Linked DNA regions of Anser cygnoides: region 1 is linked to region 2. A link is a contact called in public Hi-C data. All regions are on one chromosome and are shown on one strand. Each heading gives the region's core, a stretch centred on a gene start, on an enhancer-like site or on the middle of the called end of the contact. The rest is flanking DNA. Distances are from core to core; before and after follow the strand shown.

Region 1 (5,582 bases), core at 1,576-4,075, 150 kb before region 2:
TGACCACCGCCCTTCTGCCCCCCACACTGGCTACCAGAAGGGGAGGAAGGTTTCCTCTTCAAAAGAGTTGCCACAAACCTCTACATTGATCATGCAGGGGAGATAAATTACACTATTTTACTGAGGTTCCCTGCTCCCCAACAAAAAGTCGCTGCTCCTCTTTTTCAGCTTCAAGTATCGGTAGGCATCTGCCACAGGTAACGGAAAGCCAGCTTCCATTGGATTTTGTTGCCTGCTCACAGGTAACAAAAAAAACACAACCAAACAACAACAAATTCCCTGCTACCAAAAACCTGTAAGACACATCAGCATTTGCTCTTCTGCAGGTCACAGAAACGAAGCCACAGTGATGCCACAGAATACATGTGGGGATATAAAGAAAAAACAAAGTGTTTTTTTCACGCTAGCTCAGTACAAATGTAAGATCTACTATGCTTCAAACTGTACAGAAAAAAAAAAGTCAAAACCTCAGCCACAAAGGGATCCTTTGTTTGTATTCAGAGAGCTAATTCTGTAAGCAGACAGGCAAGAAACAGTCACAGGTACTGGAAAGAAGAGCAAACACATTTCCTAGGACAGCAGCTTGCCAGGCAGGCCTGAATATTTCCAGCACTCGGTAGCAGTAGGTGTTCTGAAATTAGTTCAGGCATAAGAGATCCAGCCAATCTGCTTCATAAAGCTCCTTCCCATTTCCTTTCCTTGACATTTCCCAATGGCAAAAAGAGCTGTCGAGGTACTGACCAAGCAGGTTCCCAGAATGTAATTAAAATACAGTATTTTCCAGGTTAAAGTCATTAGGACTGAATAAGAATACGGGCAATTATACAGCACCTAACCTGTTTTTCAACGTTTTAAAAAGATTTAAAAAGAGAAGACGGCTAAGAACTACCACCTTTCCAAAGCATTACATTTATAGCAGTAAAGTTACCTTTGCAAACTGAACTACTTTAAACTGATTTCTGCCTGTGTCCACAAGTCCCACGTTACTTAACGTTTCCAAACCGAGCAGGCCATGTCAGTAACCTTATCCAACAGCTTCTGAACTTCAAGGAGAAAAGGTGCTTTCCACGTAGTTCATGTGGGCAAAGACAGCGGGCACCTACCCTTTTAGGTTTCTATTTTCTGGAACCAGCACAAAAGCACTGTTAAGGGCCACGGGAAGAAAACGGCTCCTCTGAATCATTTTTCTTCTTGCACACAACAGAAAGTTTAGCTTGTCTTTTGGTAAATGACGCTCAGACACGCAATGCCATCATGCATGGGTCAAAAGTAACAGAAGGGAAAACCTATAAACTTTTACAAGCATTTACACTCCTAGATGCCAGCACAAGTAACATGCAGAATTGAGTAATAAAAAAAGAAAGTCACCTGAAAATAGGTAAGTTAAACCTTTCTATAACACACTTGTACACTTGTCCCTACTTTCCTCCTGGAAAGAACTAGCTGATAAAGCAGAAGCCTTAAAGAAGGGTAGCACATTTGTACATCCAAGGAAAAAGTTCACCTGGACAAATGAACTGCAGTTACAGCATTTTAGGAGAACGAACCCGTACAAGCAGCAGACTATGTGCTGCCCCCACACACAACAAAAAGGTGCAGGAAGGCGAGATTAAACAATAGCAGCATCAGGTGTTTTGTAGGCATCACAAGACCCCAGAAAAGAACTCCGTTAAGAAGATAACACGAAAGTGACAGTGTTTTACCCATTTTCCATTTATAAGAAGGCACTCCTCAGCAGACCTCGGCAGGATCCAGTTGCCCACTCATTCACTCAGCCTACATGAGGCAACGCTCATGTGCTCTGCGAGAAAGTTCCTCCTGTCCTTGAGATGAGGATGTCCCTCCGCTGTACTCGCACGTCAGCTCCTAAAGAGACCTCCTAGAGGTCCTGCAGGATCTAAGCGCTTCTCAGCGGCTCGTGCTAGCAGAAATACCACCCGGTATCAGCGGCTTCATCGAGATCCACACCCCCCGGGGCTCTGCTGCTGCCCAGATTGGCAGGGTCAGAGCCAAGCGTCCTCCTCCTGCTGCTCCCAAATGTCAGACCCGAGCCAAACCGTGCCGGCCCTCAGCTCGGATTCCAGGCGAGGGGCTGCAGCGTCAGCGGGCTTCTTCTCTGCTCAGCGATGAAGGAAAGCGGCGTTTGCTGTTGGGTTTCCTTACTGAAAGAGGACGCGCGCAGGTGCTGGCCGGAGCAGGTTCCTGGAGCCCCTCCAGCAGAGGAGGGATTTAAAAGCGCTGCCACGGGCACGAGCGCATCTCGTCCCGCAAGGACCGCTCGTACCAAAACCCCCGGCGGGGAATCACCCCGTTTCTGGCCAAAAACATCCCCGTGCTTATCTTCCGAAGGGAGCACGCCACGGAGCTGTGCGGAACACCCAAGGGTACCGAGGGCTGCTGCCCTGCGGGGCTACAGCGAGCACCGACACGGGGAGCCACGGAGAGGGAAAAACAGGTTAAAATCCTGACAAAACAGGCACGGGCACGGAGGTGCCCACACGCTACGAGCTCCTGGAGTACCAGCAGACACCTCTAGACCCCCCCGCATCACCACAACCCACCCCCCATCGCGACACCCCCATATCGCGACACCCACCGGGAGCCCCCCCCCCGCCTCCTCACCAGAAGAAAGTGTTGGTGCCGTCGTCGTACACCTCGGACTCGGTGCTGCGGCGCGGGCCGAGGCCGTCGGGCTGCTCCTCCAGGGCGGCCTTGCCCAGCGCCCCGCCGGGGCCTCGGCGCTCGCCGCGCCTCATGGCGGCCACGGCCGCGCGTGCCCGCCCGCCGCGGGTGCGCGCAAAGGCCCCGCTCGGCAGAGGGAAGGGGAGGGGAAAGGGCGGGGCGCGCCCCCGGCGAGGTGCGCGGGGCCGCGCGCAAGCGCACAGCGGGGAGGGAGGGAGGGAGGAGGCTCCCGTTGCCATGGCGACCGTGCGGCCCGGGGGAGGCATGGCGCCGCGCTGCCCCTCGGGGTGGTTCCCTCACGGGCAGCGTCCTGCCACCCCCGGGGCTGCCCCCGTGAAGGGGTTGTGTCGCCCAACACGTCGCACTCCTCCCTGGGGCCCTTCTGTGTCTGTCATGGCTTCCTCCGTCCCCGCAGGCACCTCGGGAAGCTGTCCTCTGGGGGCAATTCCTGTGGGGGCAACGGAGGAAGGTGGAGGAAGAGGCCGCCGGGCATCTTGTCCCTGCCCGTGGAACGGGATGGGCACTGAGGTCCCTTCCAACCCCAGCCGTTCCATCGTATGATCACGGCCCCACACAGGTCACTTCACGGGTGTCACTTCAAAAGTCACTCCGTTATCCTCGCTGCCGAACGCAAAGCGCAGCACCCCCGGAGCAAGAAGTTCACAAAGCTTGTTGAAAACAGGGTGGGAGAAGGGAGCTGTGGCTAGCTGAAGGCTCAGCAGGGTTTCAGGCTGTTGACTCTGTTCAGGTGGCAGTTTCACCGCGAGCATCCCCAACGCCATCAGGAATTCCTGCCTGATCCTTGTGAATGCGCCTTGAGCGTGTGAAACCTGAAAATATTCTTTGTTGGGGGTGTTGTTACAGCTCACTGTGGCAGGCATTTGCTTTGTCTGCAGGAAAAACAAAAACAATTGGGAAAACAGCCCTTTCAGCTGTGACAGGACAGCGTTATGCTAAGAGTACATGAGTGCATCTCAGCTTCTGTAGACAGTAGCAGTATTTGATGCTCAAATTCTGTATTTGTTGACAAAAGTAATGAAAGAATGATAATTAAAGAAAATGGCTTATGTTTATACCTACTTGCCTGAATTATCTGGGGACAAGTGATCCTTGCCAGACTGTTCTGCAGCTTTCAAGGAGCCCAGAGCGTGCACTCCAATTCCTTCCACCCCTGGCATCCTGGTTGTCCCAGCTCCTTGCAGATTGAAACATTAACTATTTGTAATTGGTTTTGCATTTGCAAAAGTGGCAGCATTTTGCTAGCAAAGCTTTCCGTTTCCAAATGGGCAGCCTGACCAGGGCTAGTGGTCGCACAGGAGCCACCTGCTCGCTTGTTCAGACACACACGGAGACATTTCTAGAGAGGCAAGTCCAAATGCATGATTTGGGTGCTCCCACGCCCTCAAGCTTGCTGTATTCTTAATCCTCCTTGACCCCCTCATGGGGTCTCTTACCTGCAGCAGAACATCCTGAGCTTTCCAAACTCATCATGAGGATCAGGGTCTTCAACCAAAACAAACCCAAACATGAGATACTGCTCCTGGCCCGTGGGTAGGGAGACCTTTCTTTCCAGCAAGATGCTAGAGCCATCCTGGTGCTTTCTGTGTTAGCAGACACCACATGGGAGAAGAAAACCCTGCAGGAGCGAAGAAGGGAAGCCAAGGAAGAAATGAGGGAAAATATTTAGGTGACTGTGAAGGAATGAGCTGGCCGCATGATGGCAGCAGCTAGCTAGGCAAAGAGCAAGGAGTGCGCGGGGTAATGAGCAGCAGAAATTGCTTGTAACCACCAGCTAGGAGCTATTAGAGCCATTTGTGTATGAAAGGAGCTTTGCTGGGTTGGCAACGCTACCATTCTGCTTGTTTTCTCTCTTGTTAAAGACAGAGCAAGTCTGTGTAGCTGCCACACCTGAGCAAGAAGGATTCAACCAAAGATTCTCCAAGAAGGTTGAATACCCCTGCCCTTTGAGAAGAAAACAATTCTGCAGGTACACTTCTGGCTACTGCACAGTCTTCTACTGACCTGAACTGCCCTCTCTCTCCTGGCAGCCCCACTATGTTTTATGAGACCTGGGGGCCCTTGGCCTGTTCCAAGAGATGCCACCAACTCCCACTGCAAAAGCAAAGGCTGCGGTCACACAGCTTTGTGTCACATTGGGAACATCCACCACATCTCACAAAGGAAACCTAAACAAGCTCTACATTAGTGTCCCTTTCTGCCCAGCCTAAAGCCCTGACGTGCAAAACAAATTAAATACACACAGTACTCACCAAGCAACAGCTGACGCAGCTTTCTGTAGTCATTGCAAGCACTGAGTCAGATCCAAGCCTTCTGGGCACTTATGGACTCCTACCTCCCTGTGTCTGTTGACATGGGCCCATCACCACTGCTTTGGGCCTTCAGGACAGGCAGAAATTCTCCAGGACCCAGCTTTTCGGAGGATCTTTTTTTCAAGGAGCTACAGCTCATTGGCCTGGTACAGCTGGAAGAAATGCACAAGAGGCTAAAATTGTACAGCCAGAGCAGAAGTTAGAGCTGATGGCATAAAAAGCAGGTTGGGAAGTGCAGTCAGGACTTTGGAAGAAGCTTTTTCATGAGGAGGGTTGTGCAGTGCCAGGTCACCTGAAGAGGTGGAGGAATGAATCTCTGTCAATTGAGGCTTTCAAGACTCAGCCAGACAGAGCCCCGAGGATCTAATGCCAACAATTCACCCACTTGGAGCAGGAGGTTAGACTGGAGACCTCCAGAGGCCCCTTCCAACAGCACTTCCATGTTTCTACGCCTTACAGGGTGAAGCCCCCCAGTACTTTCACCTGGAGCAGCACCACCTCGCACAGCCAGAAGGCTACAACATGCTGCTTTCTGTCACCTCCAGAGCCACAGCTGGCCCTCTCCAGCAC
Region 2 (5,899 bases), core at 2,115-4,614:
AATAAAAACAGAGGTTGAGGTCAGGTAAAACTCCTAAACCATGCTGTTGGGGTGGTGGTATGTCAAGGAAAGATTTGATTGGAAAGTTAATGGATTTATTTATTAACATGGAAGGTAACCTAAGAAACTTTTAACTCGCTTTGCCTTTCACAGAGCTTTGCAGATTCCTTTCTGCAGTGCTTGTGTCAGACATGGCAAAGCACATCCCCACCAGTTTTGTTTACAAAACAGTTGTTCCCAATCAACATGCAGTGCATGCTCGATTTCCTGTCCTGTGGAGCACTCTGGGAGTGCAGTAGCTGGGAACTGCAAGTTCCCTTCACCCTTCTGTCCCGTCATTGGGCTGACCAGCATCTCACATATGCATCACGACCCCGAGTGTATTCTTCCATGGTTGAATTATTTAAGTCTGCCTCTAACTGGAGTTAAGAAATCTGTAACTTTAAAAATACTGTGCCTGTTGCGAGAGAGGAAAATAAAAAAAAGCTTTCTCTCCAGACAAACCTGCACTGTATAAGCTTCCTGATCTGTAAACTTTTCACTTTACAAAGCAGCTGTACAAAGCTACTGTTTCATCTTGTCTGTTTTCTGTACCAAGTGCCTATGTGTTCTGGGATTTGCTGTTCAAAGCTTTTGCTTATTTGATTTTCTTGTCCTCCTCTGACCTCTGCAGGACTAAAGCATTCCCCCTCTGGTTTCACATTCTTCCCCAACAAGCCCGTATTGGCTAGATATTTCCTTTGGCCTTGTCCTGGAATCACTTAGCAATTTCTTTCCCCTTGGACTCATCCGGGTCCAGATCTGGAAACGGATGGTGGTGTCCTTTGTTCAGCTGTGCCAAAATGCCAACCAGGTACTACTGGGACTAGTTTAGGTGGTTTTTTTTCCAAGTTTGAGGAAGAATGTGCAGGGAAGAAGAGTAGGAATGGAGGCATCAAGGACTTTGGTTCTTACTGCTGCTTCTCTGTTAAATGTGGCAGCTCCCAGCAATTTCTCTGTTTGGAGGAACGATGGGTGAATGGAGAGACCGCTTTGATTTCAGAAGCGGATGGCTTCTGATGAAAGGCCACTGGAACAGCCTGGTCTTCATGATGGTGGCCACTTCAGTTTGCTTTAGCTGTTGTAAATAAAGACCTGGTTTTACTTTTCTTTGTCCATGTGTTGTGTTTTTTTATTTCTCCTCTAGCTCCTGGCCTTGCCCCAGGCTCCTATCTCAGGCCGCTTTGGCCTGTTTCTTCTGGCTGGTGCCTATGCCCTGCTTGTCAGTGTTGGCATGAGGCGCTAGCGTGGGGCTGGAACAGTGGCTGCCCTGTGTCAGCACTGCTAGGCAGTGATTTCCATCACGAGGATTTATCTGTGTACGGAATCTCTTATCAGGAAGCAGTAGCACGCTCTTATCAGAAAGCACCACATAACCGTGCTTAACCCTCTGAAACTTAGAACTGCACCATTTGGAAGTTCTTGGAAAACCTGAGAATGTATAATCTGTACGCATGCTGGAAAATAGCCTCCCCCACCAGTAAATAGTCTGAGAAAGTGCCGTACCCGAAACAATTCACAAGTATGAATTCAAAGCAGGTATGCAGGGTAATAACAGCAATAGCAACGCAGCAGTTGAAATGATTATAGGGTGTGTGTTCAAATCTAGAACAGTATTGCCACTGGGGCATGAAGATATTCCCTTGAAGGTATCCCGCTGCCCAGGCCTTCAACATTATCTTCAACATCATTATAACATTTGGTTATTTGAGTGACTTGTTTATATTGGTTTCAGTGCTCCCCTGTAGTCCTAATACTGCAAAGTTTTTGCTGACACACAAAAATTAGAGAAAACAGCGCGCACGCACAGCCAATGCTGAATCAACAAAATACTTGCAGGTACATCGATTGAAGCTCTAACAAAGCAAGACTTTGAGTTAAGCTGTGAGCTGTTATTTTAAATAGGGTTTTCCAGCGCCATCTAAAGGTGAATAAACGTTGTGAATTTGTAACTTCCAGTTGCTGTGCCTGCAGTCACTAGCAATGGGAGGTTTTTGCTCCTTAAGAGTCGATAACGTTGAGGTCTCAGGTTGTGCTTTGTATCTTTTGGTGCTTTACCAAAAGCTCAGTATCAAGATCTTACTGTTACAGGGAGGCAGAGAGACAAAAACCTCTCATTTCGGTTGCTTTGGCCTCTCCATTAGGGACTGCAGTGTCTGCAACACTCCCTCAGACTCCCGATCTGTTCCAGCAGGAGTATCTGTCCATTCATCGCTGTCCAACTTATTTAGGCAGCGTATGGTGACCAAGTTTTTCAATTTAGTTTCCCCAGAGATGGATGAAGTGGCTTTTATGAGGTCACCCCAGGAGAGCTGGGGCAGCAATAGCAGTAAGTTTCATGCTCTGATACTATCTCTAGCTTTCAAGTACTTAGAGCTATCATGCAAGCATACCCACGGTTACATGTCCCCCAGGTTTAAGTGCCCCTAGGTTAATTACCTCAAGCACTGCCCTGCAGTTTGTTTAGTACAAGGGGCATGAGACGCTTGGTGCTCCCAGGGTGCCCTTGTGAGGGGCTGGGAGGGCAGGAGGTGCTTATGCAAGGTGTGGGATGCTCCCAGGGCACTTGTGAAAGGGGTGCTCGTACAAGGAGTGGGGTCTGCCCCTGTCCCCTGCCCCTGTCCCCACCACCCCAAAGGGACCCAGGTGTCTGGAGGCCGTCCCCTCCCACAGACCCAGGTGTCCAGGACTTGCCCTGCACCAGGAGGACCCAGGCACCCCTGCCCCCATCCCCCTGAGGACCCAGATGTCCCCACCCCACCATCCTCCAGCTGTCCAGGCACAGGGACAAGGCACAGCTCACACGCGTTTTATTTATTGTCCTCAACCATGACGCAGGGGCTGCACCCAGCATGCCCCAGGCATCGGGGGAAGTCACCAAGGTAGTGAAATGACGTGGCATGGCACTGGGGTGGCAGGTACAACATGGGATTGGCATCACTGGGATGCGGGGAGACAACGTGGGGTTTCACCGGGACTGGTGGGGGGACATGGGGTGATGGTGTGGGGACATGGGATGTCCTCATGTGTTGCTGCAGGACCCATGACACACGGCCCTCCCAGAGATATCCCCAACTCCGCTGCGCCCCACAGCGACACGCGTCCCATGTCCCAGTGCCCCCCCCCCATCCTATACATGTCCCCGTTTGTCCCCCCGGCATCTTCAGGTCCTACCCGTGCTCGCAGATGAGCTCGACGATGCTGTGCTCCCTGGGGACGGGGTCGAGGCAGCGGTGGGCAGCGCTGGCGGCCACCTCGTCCAGCAGCCCCTGCACCACGCGCTCATCAGCAGCAGCCACCTGCACCTGCTGCAGCCCGAAGCACCCCAATGTCTGCAGCCGCACGCACTCCAGCAGCGTCTTCAGGCTGATCTTGATGATCCCCGTCAGCACCGACACCTGGGACGTAGGGACAGCAGGGACAAGTGGCACGGTGGGGACAGGGACACCCAGCGCAAGGAGGCCTCGAGTCATGTCCGCACAGGGATGCAGAGAAATTAGGGACACCCCTCTTGGGGTCATCGGCACCTAGGACACCCTCATCCTCATCCTAACGTGTGTCAGGACATGGGGACGTGTCACGCAGGAGGTCAGGGATGCCCTCAGTGTGGCTGTTGGGTGCGGACCAGTCTCACCACTGCAGAGACACGGGGACACCCTCAGCCTGGTCCTCAGCCCCAGGGGAGCACCCTCAGCACCACTGCCTGGGGACAGTGGGGACATGTGGCATGTGTTGGGACCTCAGCTGGGCTGAAGGCATCACCACATTCCACCAGCGTGGGGACAGTGGGGGACATCCATGTCCTGGTTGCTAGCCCCAGGGAGTCCCCCTGAGCCTGGACACAGGGCAGGGGGACACAGGGGACATGCGGTACAGCGAGTAGGACAAGGACGCCCTCGGCCTGGCTGCTGGGGTTAGAGAGACCTCGAGTCACATCAGTGTGGGGACACAGGGAACACTGACACTCGCCCCTGCCATCTGCCCCAGGGATCGACCCCCCCCAAAGTCCCTTGTCTTGGTCATCAGCCCCTGAGGAATCCCAGAACCCCAGCACTGGGACACAGGGACACCAGTGACATGTGACAGGTGAGAAGATGGACAGCTTAGGGGCCTTCGGGACACCTGAGGGACACCGGGACATCCCTATGGCCTCACCTTGTTGAACTCAACAGGGCTGAAGATGTTGATGCGTTCGGAGAAGAGCTTCTGGATGTTGCTGAGCAGGTGGGTGCCAATCGGGGCACTGGGGACGATGAAACCAGGACAATCAGGGGAGGCAGGGGACTGTCAGGGGACAGGGACGCAGAGGTGGTCGGAGGGAGGACATGGGGATGGTCAGAGGACACCGTGACAGATGGGACGTAAGGGCTGTATGGGGACACAAATGGGCAGGGGATGTGGGGAGTGTCACAGCACAGGGACTGAAGGCACGTGGGGATCATCAAGGGATACTGGGATCTGGAGACACGGGGACAGTAGGGGAAGATGGGAATAATCAGGGGATACTGGGACACTTTGGGGACACGGGGACAGCCAAAGGATGTGGGGACCATGGGTGGATACTGGGACAATTTGGGATATGAAGATGGTAACAGGGACACAGGGACTGTAGGGGAACATTGGGATCATTTGGAGCCATGAAGACAGCCAGGAGGACACGGGGCTGGTCACGGATGTGGGGACAAAGGGGTGACACGGGGCTGACAGGGAGGTGACTCCAGTGATAGGAGTGACCTGGGGGCGTAGGGGGGGTACAGCGAGTACCACAGGGAGCACAGGGGTGGCCAGAGCTGGCCAAGTGGGTGACTGAAAGGTGTCCCAGGGGGTGACCAAGAGGTGGCCTGGCTGACAGGGCTGACCTGGGGGCGTAGCGCCCAGGCGCCCGCGAGCTGCTGTAAACAGGGAAGGCGTGCCGGCTCGAGTCGCTGCTCTGCGCCCACCGCACCCCCTCCTCCAAGAGCTGCTCCACCTGCAGCATCACACCGCTCAGTGCCAGTGTCCCCCCAAACCCACCCCAAATACCCCCTGGGGATTCCCCAAACAAGCCAGGATCCCTCAAAACCCTCTGAGACCTCCCAGTCTATTTGGGATCCTCTCAGACCCCTCTGTCTCTCCCTAAAATCCTCAACAACCTTACGGACACCTCAGGGAATCTCCTCTTGACCTTTCAGAGACTTCAGCCCCCCTGCCAGGGACCCTCTAGGACTCCAAAACCCTCCCAGGAACCCTCTGGGATCCCTGGGGGTGCTTTAGGGAGCCCCACAGGGACCATCTGCAACATCCTAAAATCCTCAATGTACAAAGGGCACGGGGACACGTGGGGACGTGTGAGGATGCTCCACGTGCAGCCTCAGCCCCGTGTCCTTGGGGTTCAGGGACATGGGGACACAGAGATATGGCTCCTTGGTGGCACAGGGACATGAGGACATGTAGAGGCCTCCCCCAGCGCCCCCACGCACAGCACCATCCTTTGTGAGAGTACACAGGGACATCAGGGGGCACGTGGGATGCTCTGGGCTGTCCCAGTGTGCTGCACCACTGCTGTCCTCACATCCTTGTAGCGTTTGGAGGGACTCAGGGATGTGCAAAGGCCTCCTGGGAACATTCTGTGGAGCTCCCATCCCTTAGGGACACTGGGGGGACACTGGGACAGGCGGGGACCCTTCCGCCTCCATGCGTACTGCTGTTCTTGGGGCCACATTCTGGACAGACGCGGAGCCGTAGAGGGACACAGGGAGGGGCTTGGGGACATTCGAGATCCCTTTGCAGACATTTCAGGGGTCCCTCATGGACATTTGGGGGCACACAAAGTTAGAAGAAAGATCCCTAAGCTCCCACGTTCTGGACAGACACTAAGACT

The links. Hi-C and Micro-C count contacts between places; a contact is called where the count stands out from the background.
Region 1: a Hi-C map of liver shows a contact between it and region 2, with 2.7 times the contacts expected there. The contact joins the promoter of PTDSS2 here to the promoter of RIC8A in region 2. A contact is called at or near these places in 3 of 7 Hi-C or Micro-C datasets (granulosa cells and liver).

The regions. Positions count from the first base shown.
Region 1 is chr5:35,063,387-35,068,968 of Taihu_goose_T2T_genome, reverse strand. PTDSS2 (phosphatidylserine synthase 2) reads right to left here and starts at 2,825. Exons shown (of 12, transcript XM_048065169.2): 1 at 2,623-2,825. The coding sequence starts at 2,756.
Region 2 is chr5:34,908,970-34,914,868 of Taihu_goose_T2T_genome, reverse strand. It overlaps RIC8A (RIC8 guanine nucleotide exchange factor A), which reads right to left and starts at 3,364. Exons shown (of 11, transcript XM_048065289.2): 1 at 3,214-3,364. BET1L (Bet1 golgi vesicular membrane trafficking protein like) reads left to right here. Exons shown (of 4, transcript XM_066998777.1): 4 at 1-1,148.